2 separate regions of the Mus musculus genome follow, and region 2 is linked to region 1. A link is a contact called in public Micro-C data. All regions are on one chromosome and are shown on one strand. Each heading gives the region's core, a stretch centred on a gene start, on an enhancer-like site or on the middle of the called end of the contact. The rest is flanking DNA. Distances are from core to core; before and after follow the strand shown. Region 1 holds the start of Hs3st6 (heparan sulfate (glucosamine) 3-O-sulfotransferase 6). Region 2 holds the start of Tekt4 (tektin 4).

Region 1 (2,917 bases), core at 59-2,558:
AACATGCTTCCCAGACAGTGCTGGACTAAAAACCCGCCCACAGGGCTGCTGGCACCAGCTTGCCCTGACAAGCAAATGTAGCTCTGGTGTCTGGGACTAGTTTTGGGTGGTGCATGTCCCCCTTGTACCTAGCTGCCCTCAGGGTGGGAACTAAATGTCTGTGGGTCATTGGAGTTTTCTGTCCCTCAGAGGCAGCCTGCAGTGTGAGACTTGTTCAGATGCCATGAGACCCACGGACTGCTGATTAATAAACAGAGCCGAGGGCAGAGGCTGAGTAAGGGTACTGGGGCAGGGACTAGACTGGGCAGCCAGGAAAGTCGGACAGAGGCAGAAAGAAGAGGCGCCGTTACCTTTTCCCTGGTCAGGGCAACTTATTCGGCATCCTGGATGGAGTCTTTCCTCCTCTGCATTCCTAGTAAGCAGCTTTGTAGACTCGGTGAGCCAGGAACAGGACATGGAGGCGCGGGGGTGGGGTGGGGGTGGGTGGGTGGGGTGGGGGTGGGTGGGTGGGTGAGAAGTTTCTGCAGTGTCTGGTAGGTTTCACACATGTGAGGGCCCCGGGAATCTCACTATGCTCAGAGGAAGCTCCACAGACAGAACCCAGATGCCTCCCCTGCCTCCTAGTACAGGCCTTTTCACTCCTGGGGGGCGAGGGGGCGTGTCACCGCTTTGCAATTTCCCGAAGGGATCACTGACATCTTGGGGAGGCCAGCTCTATTTGATACAAGGACTTTAAAATGGTGGCCCGACTATCGGACAAGCTCTCTCCACAGGGCAGGGCTCCCACCCTAATGAATGGCTAGGTGGACTGTTGGCAAGTAATGCAACAAGCATTCCTGTCACAGGCTCAAAGATGCATGGGGACCCTTTCCGCGCCGGATGTATGCCTGGCTCCATCCTTCCTGCACAGGCGATTCCTGGACACGGTGTCCTCCGGTGATGAGGCCCTGGCTCCGGGAAACAGGGGCTGAGGCCGCACACCTGTCGCCCTGGTCCAAAGGGGCAGAGATAGACTTTTAAAGGACAGAACGGGGATTCCCACTCGCCCAGTCTTGTGTCCCTCCGCGCCACGCATTCCCGTAGTGTAAGAGCGAAGACTTTGGAGCCAAGCGAACCGGAGACCAGCTCAGGAGGAGTGTTGGGGTAGCTGGGATAGCTCCTGGTCGCTCTGGAAGTTAGCTGGAGTCGCTAGTCCCAGGCGAGGGCTGGGGAGGGGCGTCTCGGCCCCGCCCCGCCCCGCCCCGCCCCGCCCCGCCCCGCCCCGCCCCTCTCCGGCTCCAGGGTTGCGAGGCTGCGGAGCTCAACCCAGAAGCCGGGCGCCCTGGGGTTGAGCGGGCGACGCACTATAGCCGGGATGCGCACCTGTCTGCGGTTCCCGCTCCCGAGCCTGAGCGCGAAGCGACCCCATGGCAGGTAGCGGTGGCCTGGGCGGCGGGGCCGGTGACCTCCAGGGTGCGGGGACGGGCCAGGGGACTGCACTGCGTGCTCTCCGTGCTCCGCTGGCGCTCGTAGTTCTGTTGCTAAGCGCCTACTGCCTCTTCGCCCTCCCCGGCCGCTGTCCACCTGCCGCCCGCGCCCCTGCTCCGGTTCCTGCACCCGCCGAGCCGCCCCACACCTCCCTCCGTCTGAGAGCACCCGGCCTGCCGGTGGCCAGCGGCCCGGGGCGCCGGCGCTTTCCTCAGGCGCTCATTGTGGGTGTGAAGAAAGGCGGCACGCGCGCATTGCTGGAGTTCCTGCGGTTGCACCCCGACGTCCGTGCACTTGGCTCTGAACCCCACTTCTTCGACAGGTGCTATGATCGCGGCCTCGCCTGGTACCGGTGAGCGTCCCTGCTGGTCCGCGCCTCGTCGGTGTGTGCCTTGGACTGTGCTTTCTTAGAACCCAGGATGAGTAGGGTAGAATCCTGGGCACTGGGTCTAAAACAAGCCTGTTAGGGAAATAGCCTTGATTTCCTGGGCACAGCGACCCTCGAAGGAGAGGCCATCTATAGCCAAGGGTCGCAGGAATTAGAAAATCTCAGAGAAAACTCTGTTCTCCTGTTGGGTGGCCAAGGGACTCAGCGAGGCATGATCCTATCTTGAAAGTAGTTTCAAGCGAGTGAGATAACTGGGCAGGTAGACTTTCCTTTTTAGAGGGTCAGGGAATTGAACCTGAAGCCTCAAATGTACTAAACGAGTATTCTACCACTAAGCTACTAATATATATCCATATATTATTATGGTTTATATCAATATAATCCCGGTGGAGCTACTTGGCAGCCTTAGAGATACTTGGAGCTCAGTCACTTTATCATCCCTTCGTGTCTGTCCATTCCCTGCTATAACTCTGGGTAAGTACTGGTAATTATCTGACCACTAGTCAAGTATATTTTGGAAGGGCCTCCAGGTTTCCAGAAGTGTTCTAGAAAGTGCCTTTCCACCCCTAAGAATCTCTCCCTCACCCTGCATCAGGGAGCCCTCTATAGCTGCTGGAGTCTGAAGAAAGTTAGGTCTGGGCTTTGAGGAGGGAGACTCTGCTCTTTGGTTTAGCCCAAGGGTGGGGACTGGAATACACCCTTCTGTAGCTGTCCTTTCTACATACAGGAGGACTTGGGATGCAGCAGTGGAATGTGGGGAGCACTACCCCAGGTACAGCAGTATGTCCTGGTGGATGGTCAGATTCTGGTTCCTCCCTTCTGGTGTGACTACCCACAGGCTCCGCCCACCGCCTCCTGCAGGCATCGAGGGCCCCCTGCTCCTTCATGTAGGGAAATGGGGCTATATTGGCTTGCCTCTTCTGCAAGCCCGAGCTGAGCCATGATAACCTGGAGAGTCAGTGCGGGTGGCACACTGACTGTTTCCCGGGTTCTTCTGTACTCCCGTTTGCTAACTCTGCCTTTTGCACTAAGACCGGTCTTAACGGGTTTGGGAGAGAACAA
Region 2 (2,836 bases), core at 278-2,777, 720 kb after region 1:
TGGTCAGGAACTAGGAATAGGTGGCTGGCACATTCTGCAGTCAATGTCGCCCTCTCTTGGTCACACTGGCTATCGACTAGGGTTTCTTAATGCCCAGGTTGGATGGCAGGATTTCCTATCTAACTAGTGTCCTGGGAACAACTGCCCAGACAGAAAGTGCCTCCCCTTTTTGAGCAGATCAGGATACGTGACTCCAGATACATTCAGTGGGTGAACCCCCTTCAGAACACTGACCCAAATCCCCAGGAGGCTCTGATCTAAGTCCAGCTATGGGATACAGGAAGAAGAAGAGGGGCTGGCCCTTACACAGTGGCCCTGGGAATAGATGGGGTCAGGGTGGCTGTGGATACTCTCATGGGTTCAGGTCCCAAAGTGAGTCCTGGAGGCTGAGGTAGGGTGGATGTTTGGTCCTCTGGGCCTGCATGCGGGGTTCAGACCACATGCGCAATGGGCCAAGTTGTGGAGTCCTAGGGTGGCTTAGGGTAATGTTGAGGATGAGAGGCACTTCTCAGGCTGAGGAACCTGCTCACATTTCCATGGCCCCCACCTCCCACAGATCACCCAAAGGGGTCGTTAAGTAGGCAGAACCTCCTCCGTCCTCCTCCAGCAGGGCAAAGCCCACACTCAGGACCAGATCATGGAAGAACATCTCAGAAAAGGAGCCAAGGAGCCAGGGAGGAGGGCAGGGGTGTCAGGGACCTTGGAGCCTTCACTACCCCAGCCCTGGACCTCAAGACCCTTCATACCCCAGCCCTGGACCCCAAGGCCCTTCACTACCCCAGCCCTGGACCCCAAGGCCCTTCACTACCCCAGCCCTGGAGCCCAAGGGTCCCAGGGAACAAGTCCTGAGCCTCTGTGGCTCGGATCACAGTGTGGTGAAGAGTTGAGAGTTGGGGATTGCCTGTGTGTGTGTGTGTGTGTCTGTGTGTGTGTGTGTGTGAAAGAGAGAGAGAGAGAGAGCTTGTGCATGCGCACGCACATGGGCATATGAGTATTTGTGTGCATTGGAAACCTTAGGGGACATTTCTCAAGCACCATCCATTTTGGGGTTTTGTCTGTTTTTGTTGTTATTGGGGGTTTTGTTTGAGATGGGGGTCCTGCTATATAGCCCAGACCAAGCTGGAACTCACTACGTAGACCGTGCTATCCTTGAAATCAGAGAGCTCCACTTGTCTCTGCCTCCTGAGTGCTGGCATTAGAAGTATTTGCCACTATGCCTGGCCAACCTTATTTTCAACAAGGTCTTTCACTCGTCAAATACAGTTGGGCTGGTTGGCCTGTGAACACCACAGATTAACCGTTTCTGCCGTCCCAGTGCAGGGATTGCAAGCATATGCCACCACACCCATCCCCCCCTGCCCCCACCTGTGTCCTGGGAAACAAACTCATGTTCTTGCGAGGCAAACATTTTTACCTTTTACCCAGCTATGTTCCCAGACACTGCTTGGCCCTTTAAGAGGGCAGTTCTGCTCCTCCCCCTTGAGTGACCCTGTTGCTCAGCAACAGGAGGCAGTTGGTGTATACAATGTTCCTTAGGCAACCAGGAACCTTGCTTGGGACAGAGTGACCAGTACTGCTCCATTGATCGTGCCTGGACAATTGCCCAGTGACCCTCTCTTCATTCCGCCTCCCTTCCTGCTTAGCCAGGCAGTGGGTACCATGGCCCAAACGGGCGTGCTCCTGACCAAGGAGCCGGCCCCACAGTCAATAGATGTCTGTGAGCTTCCGCGCAAAGAATATGAAGTGGCCTGCAATACTGGCGCCTACACGTCCTCGGGTCTGGCCACCGCTGGCTTCCGCACAGCCAAATACCTGAGGGACGAGTGGTTTCAGAACTCTTATGCCCGCTACCACCAGGCCTTCGCAGACCGGGACTACTCTGAGCGGCAGCGGCATGAGAGCGGGCAGCTGGTAGCCGAGACTGGGGCACTGGCCCAGCGCACACAACTTGACTCCACAAGAAAGGTGGGAGAGCGCCTGGAGGACATGCATTGCTGGAAGTCAGAGCTGCAGCGAGAGATAGACGAGCTGTCTTCCGAGACGGACCTGATGATGGCCCAGAAGCTGCGGCTACAGCGCGCCTTGGATGCCACCTCCGTGCCTTACTCCATTGCTACTGACAACCTGCAGTGCAGAGAACGCCGCCAGCACCCAGACCTTGTCCGGGACTATGTGGAGGTGGAGCTACTGAAGGTGCAACCAGTGGCTCGGGCTCAGCGTGGGAGGCAGGCTCTGGCTCTCATAGAGATAACACAGGGCCTTAGGGTTCACACAGCACTGTGCCTATGCAGGACTCCTGATCCTTCAGATAGCGGAATTTCTACCACATCCAAGTAACTTTCTCTCTTGTGGGATTCCTTCCAGCCCATAAGATTTCAAAGACGTTCAGTCTGACTCTGAGGGGATTTTTGTTGTCGGTGGTGGTGGGCTTTGGGCTTTTTTGTTTGTCTGTTTTCCAAGACAGGATTTCTCAGTGTATCTCTGTCTGTCCTGGAACTCACTCTGTAGACCAAAGCTGGCCTCAAACTAGGAGATTTACCTGCCTCTGCCTCCCAAGTGCTGGGATTAAAGGCGTGCGCCACATTCTTCTGGCTGAGGTTGTTTTGTTTTTGGCTAAGCCAAAGGCTCCCCCGTACCACCATGCATGCCCCTTGCAGTGCTATTGGTGTTCAGGGTAGAAAGCCGGGCCAGCCAGTGTTGCATGTATGGAGGGCTTGTGGATGCCCATGGCATCTGCTCTCTCTCCCCAGAGCCCCAGAACCCCAGAGCCTGAGCTTCAATGTTCTCCTAGTATACACTATAATCCCAGTGTCAGGGAAACTGAGGAAGGAACACG

What was found. A called contact is a pair of places that touch in the nucleus more often than the background predicts.
Region 2: a contact with region 1 is called in a Micro-C map of embryonic stem cells, with 2.2 times the contacts expected there. The contact joins the promoter of Tekt4 here to the promoter of Hs3st6 in region 1. A contact is called at or near these places in 4 of 484 Hi-C or Micro-C datasets (B cells and embryonic stem cells) and 1 of 9 other capture datasets (embryonic stem cells).

The regions. Positions count from the first base shown.
Region 1 is chr17:24,751,680-24,754,596 of GRCm38.p6, forward strand. It overlaps Hs3st6 (heparan sulfate (glucosamine) 3-O-sulfotransferase 6), which reads left to right and starts at 1,309. Exons shown (of 2, transcript NM_001012402.2): 1 at 1,309-1,819. The coding sequence starts at 1,407.
Region 2 is chr17:25,470,063-25,472,898 of GRCm38.p6, forward strand. Tekt4 (tektin 4) reads left to right here and starts at 1,528. Exons shown (of 6, transcript NM_027951.1): 1 at 1,528-2,193. The coding sequence starts at 1,660.